Regions from separate parts of the Anas platyrhynchos genome. Here region 2 is linked to region 1. A link is a contact called in public Hi-C data. All regions are on one chromosome and are shown on one strand. Each heading gives the region's core, a stretch centred on a gene start, on an enhancer-like site or on the middle of the called end of the contact. The rest is flanking DNA. Distances are from core to core; before and after follow the strand shown.

What was found. A called contact is a pair of places that touch in the nucleus more often than the background predicts.
Region 2: a Hi-C map of small yellow follicle shows a contact between it and region 1, with 3 times the contacts expected there. The contact joins the enhancer-like site here to the promoter of ROBO2 in region 1. A contact is called at or near these places in 2 of 8 Hi-C or Micro-C datasets (F5 follicle and small yellow follicle).

The regions. Positions count from the first base shown.
Region 1 is chr1:102,408,758-102,414,463 of IASCAAS_PekinDuck_T2T, reverse strand. ROBO2 (roundabout guidance receptor 2) reads left to right here and starts at 1,349. Exons shown (of 27, transcript XM_072025826.1): 1 at 1,349-2,597. The coding sequence starts at 2,543.
Region 2 is chr1:102,483,016-102,488,897 of IASCAAS_PekinDuck_T2T, reverse strand. No RefSeq gene overlaps it. Among named protein-coding and RNA genes, the nearest start is that of ROBO2, 73 kb to the right of the region's middle. Within about 2 kb of position 2,872, at least 2 of the 8 cell types and tissues checked have an H3K27ac peak or open chromatin away from gene starts, as enhancers often do. A contact at or near this core is called in F5 follicle and small yellow follicle, where this site is marked.

The DNA of each region.
Region 1 (5,706 bases), core at 100-2,599:
AAGATCTCTACAGTGCATAACTATTTCCGATTTTAAATTCTGTAATAAACAAGCCAGCATTTTCATGAACAGTGTCCTTGAAATGTCCACTGAAAAGGGAAATATTCTTTAATATTTCATATTACACACATTGCTGTTAGGCAGGTGATTTATGGTTTTCTGGTTTTGCCAATTCACAAGCACGCAGACAAAGAATACCATTTTGATCACCTTACCATGGTTAGCTTTAATTACAGCCTTCATCACGAGGTAGTCTTCAGGCATATTAATATCTATTTATCTACTGGGCATACTGTAAGTATCAGAGGACATTGTTCCCTGGTTTGCATAAAGAGGCTTTGGAGGTGTCTGCTGGCTTTGTATGGAACAGCAAGAATCTTCTTGGGCACTTAAAACACTACAAACCTCTCACACTGTCACTTTTGGCAATATTTGTCACTGATTACACGACAACTGGATAAGAAATAACTTGCAGATCATTTATTGGCATATGCGTGGGCAGTGTGTGGTTTGCAGGAATATGGTTTGGATCTTCTACATGAAGAACTTACTTAAAGAATCTCTATTATATAGATATTTCTAGCGCATGCAAAATAAAAAGCAAGAGACTCGATAAAAGAAAAAATATTTTGGATTAGTTGCCTAAGACGTATGAAGTGTTCCCTCCTCTTTAGGTAGCCCTGCTCACACCCTTAGTGCAGCAAAGCACAACTCTCACCTTTTCATTCAGCGATTAATTTTTACCTAGTGTCGTTGTCCAAAATAATCATATATTATATATTATATATTATATATTATATATTATATATTATATATTATATATTATATATATATTGAAGAGGGACGTTGATGGTTATGGTGTATATGTGTGTGTATATATATATATACACGTGAATATATGGTGTATATGTGTGTGTGTATATATATATAAGCTAGCTAAACGCACTACCCTCGTATCTGAGGGGTTTCTCTGGAAAAGTTCCGTGCCACCGTCCTTCTTCCACCTTCTCGGCGGCAGCAAAGGCTCCCCGTCCCTCCTCCCACTCACAGATCCCCCCTCACGGCCACGGCCACGCGGGGCGACCTGAGGCGAGGCGGCCGCCGCTGGGCGCTGCTGCCCCGCCCGCCCGCCCGCCGCTACGGGAGGCAGCGGCCGTTCCCCTCCGGCGGCCGGTAGGGGGCGCCCGCGCTTCACCGTGCGGCGCTTCCCCGCCGGCCCGCCAACGGCTGCGGCCGCGGGGGTCCCCTCGGTGCCGCGCGCTCCCTCCCTGCCCGGCGGGACTCGCCCCTTCCCGGGGGCTCTGCCGCCAGCGGGCGGTGCTGGGGGGCGGGAGGGGGGGTGCGAGGCAGCGGTGCAGGGGTGTGAGAAGGGGCACGGGGTGCGAGGGAAGGGGCGCTCGGCGGTGCCCCGTGTGGCGTTATTCATCCCCCAGCCCGGGGGCTGCCCGGCCAGCGCGCCGGGGAGCGAGGCGCGGAGCAGCCCCAGCCGCTCGCCCACGATCGCGGAGCCCGTGCCCGGTGCCCGGTGCCCGCCCGCCGCCGCCGCTGCCGCGTGGGTGCGGGGCGCAGCGCTTTAGTCCCCACCCCGCAGCCTCCCCTCGGCAGGCAGCCGCGGGAGCCGCCGCGCTCATTCTCCTCCCTCTCTCTCCCTCTCCCCGCCAGCCCGGGGTGTCCGCGGCGGCGGGAGGCGGAGGCGGCGGCAGGGGAGAGGCTGAGGCGAGGCTGAGGCGGTCGCCGGGCTGCCGGGGCCGCCCGGGAGGTCCCCGCGCCCCCAGCCGCACGCCCCCCGCTGCCACAGCGGCAGCAGCGGCTCCCCGGCGGAGTTGCTGCCCTCCGGCAGTTCCCGCTCGGGTTTCCAGTGAGGAGGGAGGTGCAGGGGAGAGAGGCGGCTTGCTTCGCAGGGGATGCTGAGAAAGCCGGTCCCTCCTGTAGCACATTGCCTAGGCGTTCCTATTATGGAAGTTAAGTGAGAAACTCCGCAGCTTGAACTGATTTGGGGGAGAGAGAGAGAGAGAGAGAAAGGAAAAGGGGTAGGGGGAGGGAGAGAGGCAAGCAAAATAGCCGAACAGAGCCAATGGTTTTCCTGCAAAGTGCCGGGAAGTTTGCGGAACACTTTCTAGGAATCAGGTCCTCTCTCAGAGCCTCTCCTTGTCCTCGGAAGAAAGAGCTGGCCTTTGGATTGCCATGGATCCTAAAGAGGGGCTTAGACACACGTGAATAATTCCCCTGCTCGGGCTGGATTGGGGGGAGTTTAGGAAGGAGCGTGTGTGCAAAGCAGAAGCCTTCGGAGCTCGCTCCCTGCTCTAATCTGTATGGATCTAAAAGTGGCACACTCAAGACCTTCCCATCTGCAGCTTTTCGCTTCCAGGCTTCCCTTTCCGCTCTAAGTAGCTGCTAGGAAACTGAAAACTTTTGGACCCTGCGTCTCGCTGGCTTTGGATACTTTTTTTTTCCTTTTTTTTTTTTTTTTTTTTAATTCTTTTCTTTGGATCTCTGTGGAATTGGTCTCGCAAACGATCGGGATTGCTTTTAATATGTCAAAATGGGTCTGCTGACGCCACTCCTGCTCGTTGGATTTGCATTTTTTCAAGTCTATGGTAAGTTGGCTTGTTTTAGCTATGCCCTTCTGTGCAGAATCCCCCTTCATCTGAAGCTGATTTGGGACAGCACATGGACAGCATTATGAGCTTTAGCGTTACAGAGCCTTAACTTTGTTTCTGGTATAAAAATGGCATTTGGGGGCGGGAGGGGGGGCGTGGGGGGATGGAGAATATGTTTCCAATAAGCAGCCCTTCCCATCTGCTAACTCAATGGAAAAGTAGTGTAGGAATGGTTGAATATCGGCTTGAGGAAGCGGGGAAGGGGAAAAATCCCCGTGCTAAATCTCCTATTTCGCGGTGCTGGTGGTGGTAGGGAAGCGGGGAGGAGAACGGCGAGGCAGGGAGCCGCTGTACCTGGCGTTACTTTGCCTCCTCCTATTGTTAAACTTTCCAGCGGGAGAGCCAGCTGATGAAATAAATCGGCTAGCTGTGCTTCCGCTCCAGGTGAGGCGAATTGGCCACTTTCCAGAGTCCCTAAACGCCTCCTTTGGCACGGCACGACACTACCCCCATGCCCCGCGGGGTCGGGCAGGTGCGGCCGGGGGGTTGGGGGGTCTCCCCGACACCACATGCCCTCCCCCCGGCCTTAATCTGCCCCCCGACACCATGTCCTTCCCCCCTCCGTTATGGGCTGCCCCCAGAGAGCGTGGTCGTGAGGGGTAGGAGCGCTAGGGGGAAAGGCGTTGTTGTGCTGGGTTTTCTTATTTATTTTTATTTTATTTTTTATTCTGGTGTCTTTCCCCTCCTCTTTTGGGTTGGCTCTGCCATGCTTCTGGCAGTTTTCAAGTTCAGGGAGTGGCTGAGGGGATATAAAGGAGCATTTTAGGGGAGGCACGCTTTGGTAGGGCGGAAACTTCAGCGCAAGGGTAAATTCTCTTTGGGAGTGGGGGCTGGCGCTGTTCTGCAGCATCGACGTTAAATGCATTACTGTAGCTCAAGCACACAAGTAGAAAGCAAGCATCTGCACGGTCCTGCATGTGCGTGTGCTGGGATCAAATGTTTGGCAGCCCTCCTACCACCGGGTATTTGCATCTCTAAGCAGTCTGTCAGGCTGCGGGTGAGTTTAGGCTCTGGGACCCTGGCTATTTCTGCCGGTGAGAAAAAACTTTGTTCCAGGAAGCTACTGCTTGCAGCATTGACCGTGTCAGCCCTTAAGCGAGGGCTCTAGGATTATTGTTTGCAGTTACAGGCTGCTTTGGGTAGTTCTGCCCCTCCTATCATCTCCCCCCACCCCCAGCAAGTAGGGAGGCAAAAGAGCTGAGAAGGGAGAGACACTGTAGCGGTGCTTTACTCTGCTGGCATAATAAACTGTGCAGTTTAACCTTTGGTTTGGTCTACCGATAGGAAAATGGGTTTTGCCTAATGTATGTACATGCTAAGCAGAAGGAAGTCCAAACTGTGAAAGAGTATAGTAGAACATTTGCATCTGTCAGCATGGTCATGGTTTTATGGGTATTCTTTTTTTTACCCTACTGTAGCATATTTTGATTCACAACTTTAAGGCCACCCCTCTCAGAGGTACCTTTGTATACAAACTGAAAAGATCAGGCTATAGAAATGTAATTATTAGTAAGCATTTAAAATTATACATAGCTAGAAGGAAGACAATTAAAGTGCTCAGTGGAAGTGACAGAGAGAATCAGAGGAGCTTGGTGTTACAGAATGTAATTAATGTACCAGGCTGTTTGGAGATACATGAAACAAATGCAATTAACCAGCTTGCTGGAACGACAGAGCAAGACATAATTTATTCTGGTTTTGTCACGGGGAGCACAAGTAGAACCTTTGTTCTGTTTTAGCCTTATAGGACGAGGGTGGGGGTGTGAATGAAGCACGTAGCTAGTGTGTAGCCGGACCGTTGCAGGGGAAAATATGCCACGAAACTGCCCAGAATACAAACTCCCCTTTCCTGGGGAGAGGTTTCAGAGGCTGTATCAGGTTTGCATGTTAACAACTCTTTAAAATAAATAAATAAAATAAAAATACATTAAAAAAAAAAACAGTGACTGTGTGGATAGCATATCATGACAAAGTACAGTCAAGCTGTCATTGTATAAGTGACTAACAAGTAGCTTTGGAGAAATACTGGCATGCAAGCTTGGCATAAAATACTTTTGTCCCTTTGGAAGCATAGTAATTGTGATTATACCTTTGGGTGACATATACCACCGGTTGCTTTGAAAAGATATATATCAACATTAGCACTATTTATAATACTTGAAGGAAAAAGGCAAACCCCAATTGACCACTAATTTAATAAGTCCTTGATTGGTTTTCTGTCTTTTAAAGTTACCTCCTAATGCATTTCTGTTTTTGAGGGTGGTTTTGTTGTTATTTTTTTTTGGTTTGGTGTGGTTTTCTTATTTATTTTGCTCTCTTGTTATGAGGTCCAGAGAAAGACATCACCATCTGATGCATGATAGCCATAATTTTCTCTGTGAGATTAACTTTATTTAGTGACTTTAAAATGGTATTACACAGTGGTGTAGATCAACATGGTAATTTTTTTCATCTGTGTTATTTTCTCTGTCCATGCTTCTATGACACCTGAAAATTGCAGAGCTCAATGGAAATGGCAGAAAGCATGTGGCATATATATGTTTTTACTGTGCTTTTGATTTTCTTGTAGCCCTGCCCATATTCTTGCAGTCTGTTCAGGGAATAACTGCAATTGTCTTCTTTTTTCTTTAGCTACCAATGTTGGTTACAGTTCTTTTTAAATAAGTAAATAAAATATTGGACACTGTACCATAAAATCAAATGCTAGATGTTAGAGTTAAAATAGTTAATTACATATTTTTTCATAGGGGTCAGTTGACTTTCATTGTTGTGTGTTTTGTTGTTTGTTTTTTTTTTTCAAGTCTTTCTTCCAATCATTAGTAAAGACTGCAAGAAAGAATATTAATAGAAAAGTTCCCAGCTACTGTGAACACTGGCATGTGGACATTACTATGGAAAATAGATTGAATGGGCCAAATTCAGCCCTGGTAGGACTTGCAGTGCTTTCAGTGAACATGACAACCTTTTATGTCAGGGCTGGCTATTTAGTCTGTCTGGCTCTTGAAAACTGCAAATGTGGTAATCTTGTATGTGATTGTGTTAAATT
Region 2 (5,882 bases), core at 1,623-4,122, 73 kb before region 1:
CATGTCTTAATTTCCATGTCCATGCTTTGAGTCTTAAATTAAAAGGCTAGTAAGCACATTTACCATTCTACATTTGGGTTAATTTTAGAGCAGTGCTTTGATTTTTGTTCCCTAATGCTCTATTGATGACCCCTTTTCAACTGCCCAGAAAGGACCACCCTGACTAAAATGCAAGGCAGTTGCTGGAATCCACGTTAGTTACATGCTCTTCTTCCCTTTGAGAAGAAATTGCCAGCTGAGCAGGACTGTAATGAATTCTTATGTGTTTTGTAGTGTGAACTGCCATCAATTAGGAGCTAAGCTGAGACCATCAAACTCATTTTAATTAGAACCTCTGATTGGATTTATGCCAAGATCCCAAAGGTAAAAATCTAGTACACAGATTTACCATCTTCTCCAAGTGAAAATTTTAATTCTAGTCAATTCTCCTTGCTTGCTGTGAGTGTGTGCATATGTGCCTGCATTTGAGGTTAGACTTTATTTTCATATGTGAATAGTGGAGATGTTCATACACACATTACAGTGCTAAGAGCATCCTATTATTCCATCCCTGTCATACACCATTCCATTTCTACTGGCAGGCAGAAAAGCAATTTTATCTCTCACATTTTTATTGTATATATTTAATTTCTAATGAGATTCAGGGATTCTCCATTCCCAAGGCACGCTATCTTTCATTATTACCACAATACAATAAAATGTATAAAATAATAACAGAGAATAATAATAATAACTGATGTGTAATTATCAACCTCATTCTGTCTTGAATCTGTTGTTACGAAGTCTGACAATTGTATCTTAGTAATATGAACACCTAACCTCTGGATGTTGCAGCTTGGAAAGATAATTTCTTATTAAGTTTTACTATTATTATTATTTTAACCTTCAAAATCTGTGATATGAAATTCATGCTTAGAGTTCAGTAAGCCATATCCCCTTCTCTGAAATGCAAAATGGTTTCCCATATGGCTTGAAAAATATGCAAACATGCTTTTTGTGGCACAGAATATGTCTGTATATTGCATGCGTTTGTGTGTAAAGAAAAATCCATGTGTAATGGTCTCCAGAATAGCCTTCATACTGAGTAACTTTGAGATCGGTGAACCTTAGAAACGGAATGATAGCTAAGAGATAGTTTTAGAGTTAAAAATATATATATGAAAATAAAAATCTATAGAACCCTATGTAAATAGCTGGAGGCTAGAGGAATTAGACAGAGAAAAATTGTGTCTGCTCAGGGAACAGACAATTCAGACCATGTTGTTGACCCATTAAGCCACCTATGATAGCACTGAGACAGAAGCCAGGGACTTTAGTTCAATCCCCAATTAGGTCATCCAATCAAAATGTATTTAGGAATACATCTAACCAGAAGAGTATCAGGATGTCTCAACTCCTTCCCTTTCTGTATACCGTTGACTAAATCTCAGGCAACAGCACTGGGAACAAAATAAATACAAGACCACTGGTATACCAACAGCTTGCAGTTGCACTGAAAACATGACTTGAGGTATAAATGCACATTCATATTGATGACATGTTTCAGGGGTACCTGTTGAGACTTAGTTGTATTTATAGCACAATGGGTATTATTGAAACAGTATTATATACATAACTCCTTTCTCCATGGCTTAACTTTTTCTTGATGTTTAGGCCAGACCTCAGTTTTAAAAATATTTTCAGGAAGAGCTTATAATGTTAAAAATCATGGAACACAAAAACTAGTGGTTCTCAATGACATTTCAAAGGAGATTCAGTGCTTTATGTAGTTGTGGTGGTATTTTGTTGTTGTTTTTGTGCATGGCATGGAAACATTCCAAAGTAACCAGACATTTTTATACAGTTCAGAAACTCTTTAAAGATCTTAACTGAACTCTGTCTTGTGAAAAATCTAATATTTTAACAAACATTTTATTTATTTATTTATTTTTAATCAAGTATGTACATAATCTGATTATCTGGCAGGTTCAGGTTCTTGGAAAATCAAATCACTACTGGTGCCAAGTATTTACTGAAAAAAAAAAAAAAAAAAAAAAAGATGTTGAAGGAAGAGCTTGAATTTCTTGGATTTCAGAAATCTCTTCCAGGCTTATGTTTAGCAATAAGCTAAAACATGAAACATTTTTTCCTGAAGTGTTCCCAGTTATTGTCATCGTGTTACCTATGGATATTATGGGTTCCTTTTCTGGGGAAGGGTGTTCTGTGGATACGTATATGACTATTTATTTACCTTGAAGTGAAGTGCTGCTTAGACAAAGTGATTCATCTGCAGTTTTCATGATATGAAATAATGTTTATAGTGGGTTTTATTTTCTTATGTTTTCCATTATATTATGAATATATATATTTTTTTAATCGGGTGAAATCTGATAACAATTCAAATGGGCATTGAGTAGTCACAGATGCAAAAATTCATAACTGGCTATATAAAATAACAATGTATTCTTCCTGAATCAGATGTTTTGTGCACAGACTGCTGATTTTTAATTGGATGTGTACTTACAACAAAGATTTTGATTACAGTAAAAAAGGTAAAACCTCTTATGCATCTGGGCATAAGCATCTGGTAGAATGTATAAATAAAATACTAGACTAGGTCTGCATCCAAGATTAACCATCCCTGTGTGCCAAGTGTCATATTTGCAGAGGGAAAGAACTAAGTGAAAACCTCATCACCCAACTTCTGCCTTCCTCTAGACAAAATTTTAGAACAATGAAGGGTACAAGGCTTTCAAACAAAGCAACCCTTTTCTGAAGAGCAAGTCCTCTTTTGCAGATTATATTCAGCAGAAGCATTTCCCCCCACTACAGCTTGTGAATCTTCAGCTGAGTCAAGGAAATGATATGATGTTCAGCAGACTCCAGTCAACAGAGATTACATTCTTTGTACCATGAGAGTAAGGGAAAAAAAATACATTTGTTGAGACCAAAGGGCACACAGAGGCAGCCTCTGAGTAATTCAAACATAAACAGGAAAGAAACTTGATAGAAAAGCTTGGCACTGTTCCATGTCAAGGCTAATTACTGCCGCTTTTTTCATGCAAAGTTCTGAATTAATAAGGTAGAGAAAATAGAGAATGGAGAGCATGCAGTTTTGTTCAAGGGTACAACTTCACCTTTAAAATCCTTTGCTTGCTCTTGAATTTAGAAGAATCCATAAGAACCGTTTCACGAAAATGTGTTGGCTGAAACAGTGAAAACAAACAAACAAACAAATTTTGATTTAATGGACATACAAAAACTGTTGTTAGGATTCCATGGTTGTTGCAGTCTTATATTTTGTTAATCAGAGACACTGGCAGATTTTATGTATGATAGGTTAAATCTTATCTGCCTAGTGTTATGCAGCTAAGCAATTGATTTGTTTTTTCCTATAAATATTCAAAAAAAAACTTTTGAAGTGCAGTTTACTTCTTTTAGCATTAAAAAAATATGGATATAATAATTATGTAAGTAAAATGACAGATGTAGGATTTCAGCATGTAAAGTAAAAGACACTCTATTGTTTAAGGTAAATGTGGATATAAACCAAACTTCCTCTTCAGTTTTGGCACAACCCTGAAAATCCTGCTCCAAAGTATAAGGCCTCAGCCTGGTAAACAGTCCATCTGAAGGCAATGAACTAGCTTCTTAGGTGATGCATTTTAAGGGAGAGGAAGGGGAAACAGGAAAGGATCAATATACATATATATATATATATGTATATATAAACACACATACATATATAAAAACAAAAATGCAAAAAACATTCAAAAATAATTTTAATAAACTAAATTTCCTGAAGTGGAATCAGTGTCCAACCACCATTTATTTTTTTTTAACAGAATATGAAAGGAAGAAGGACTTCCAACAGTTGACAACCCTTCCCTCCCCCTACCTCCCACTTCTTTTTTTTTTAAGAAGTAAAAGGGACCTCACTTGATATGTTTGAGGACATTGTCACTGGAGTGTAAAACATTAAAGCTGGCTGAGCAAAGGGACAAACCGCTTTCCTCCTGAGATCTTTCATGATGTGGAGACAAGATTCACATTCCATATCAAGCAGTTTTCTCATGACTAGAGTGCAAAATAAGCTGTTTCTAATCGATCTCTTTGTATAGTACTCAAATAGATGCGTGTGTTTTTGGGTGTGTGCATGTTAACTCTTGGGAAAAAAAAAATAAAAAATCCTGGGAACTGATAGACAATTGATAACAATTATCTGTTTAATTTTGCCTTGAACTTAATGCCAAACAAGCAAGGGTTCATGTTTTCCCACTACCACTTTGATGTTATATTGATTGCTTTGGTCAAAGTGAAAAGCTTGAAAACCAGAAAGTTGCAATAACTTTGTATAGAATGCATACTATCACTTTCTGCTTTTTGTAGTTGAAGACATCCCTTGTTTACTAATGACTTGACATAGCTACAAACCGATTTTATGTGTGCAGCCTTACACACCCTACATATATGTGGTCACTGCCAAGTGCTAAGTATTCTCAGAGTTCAAAAATATCTATTGCCTGGATGTGTTGCTCAAGTGACATCATTCAAGCAATTTTAGCACATTTTATGAAGGCAATATGAATACCACATTTTAAATTTGCCCAGGTCCTCTTGCCATTTTTATGTCAAGAGCTGGAAAATACTAGAAATTAGATCCTTTAGTTTCAGTCCTGCTTGCCATTCTGCATGGAAAAATGTGGTTACTCTACAAACTGTACTTTTTACTGAGTGCACAAGTTTGTGTTCTCAAGGCCAAGAACATTTGATACTTCCAGGCAGATTAAGAGCAATTCTAACAGCATAAATGCAGGACACAGTATGAAGGCAAAGACAAATCTACTGTTTCACTGAAGGCCATTAAATACTGTGATTTTTGGCAAACTTATCCATTACTGTGTTAAACTATAACAGAGATACGTTCAGAGGGGAAACAGTATCCCCTTTGTTGAGCCAGAAAAAAAAATCCTGTTTCCAAACTGCCCTTATAAATTCTTACTGAACCCTTTCAAGTAGCTTGCCAAAACATTAGGCAGTTTTAGGAGAACACTGGGGTGCAGATTAATTCTTAATAAATTGATTGATATTCCTACAAGTAAGCAAGCAGTCTGTGTGCTCAGATGCAATTTAAGTCCCGTGTATCTGACAGTTTCTTCTATAAATTATGGTTTAATTCTTTAAAAGACCAGTGTGTCATTTGTATTAGGAGCCTTCAAGTACTTACAGTTGTTTCACATTATAGCTTATTGTATTACAGTTCTGGTATATTCTTTCTGTAAGTAATCTTGTGGGAGCCAAAGAAATAGGAGCCCTTCAACATGCAACAGCAATGACTTTTCCATGTTTCCGTTATGAACTGTGGTAATGGGAGAAAAGGCTGAAGAAACTAATGGAAGCTTCTTGAGCATCCAGTTTTCTTTCAATTTGATTTTCAATGGTTTTGTTATTATTACTACTATTATTAAAAAAAAAAAAAAAAAGAATCAGGGGGAGTCTGATCAGGGGGAGTCTGGTGCTTCCCTCATGGGCAGTAAATATTCACTGAGTGTTGAGTTGAAAGAAATGGAGAAAAGTTTACTAAAGTAAGTTGTCAGGGAAGAACACAGCCATATAATATATGCATCTCTTTGCACAACTTTGAGCAACTATAGTCAGTCACAATGGATATATATTTTGCAAATGCAGGCAAAGCTTTTTCTATTTTTTTGTTATGATTCCCCACCCTCCCCTCCAGTTTCACGTGGACCTTAAAAAGGCTTGAGTACACTGCCTGGGTCCCTCTTGAAATACTCATGGACAGGTAGCAGAAAGAAGCTACCGTTCTTGTCCCTGGTCTGCTGAGCTCATCGATAGTGCTCCCATGTATTGTCACTGAAGCTCAATTGTATTTATACAATTCA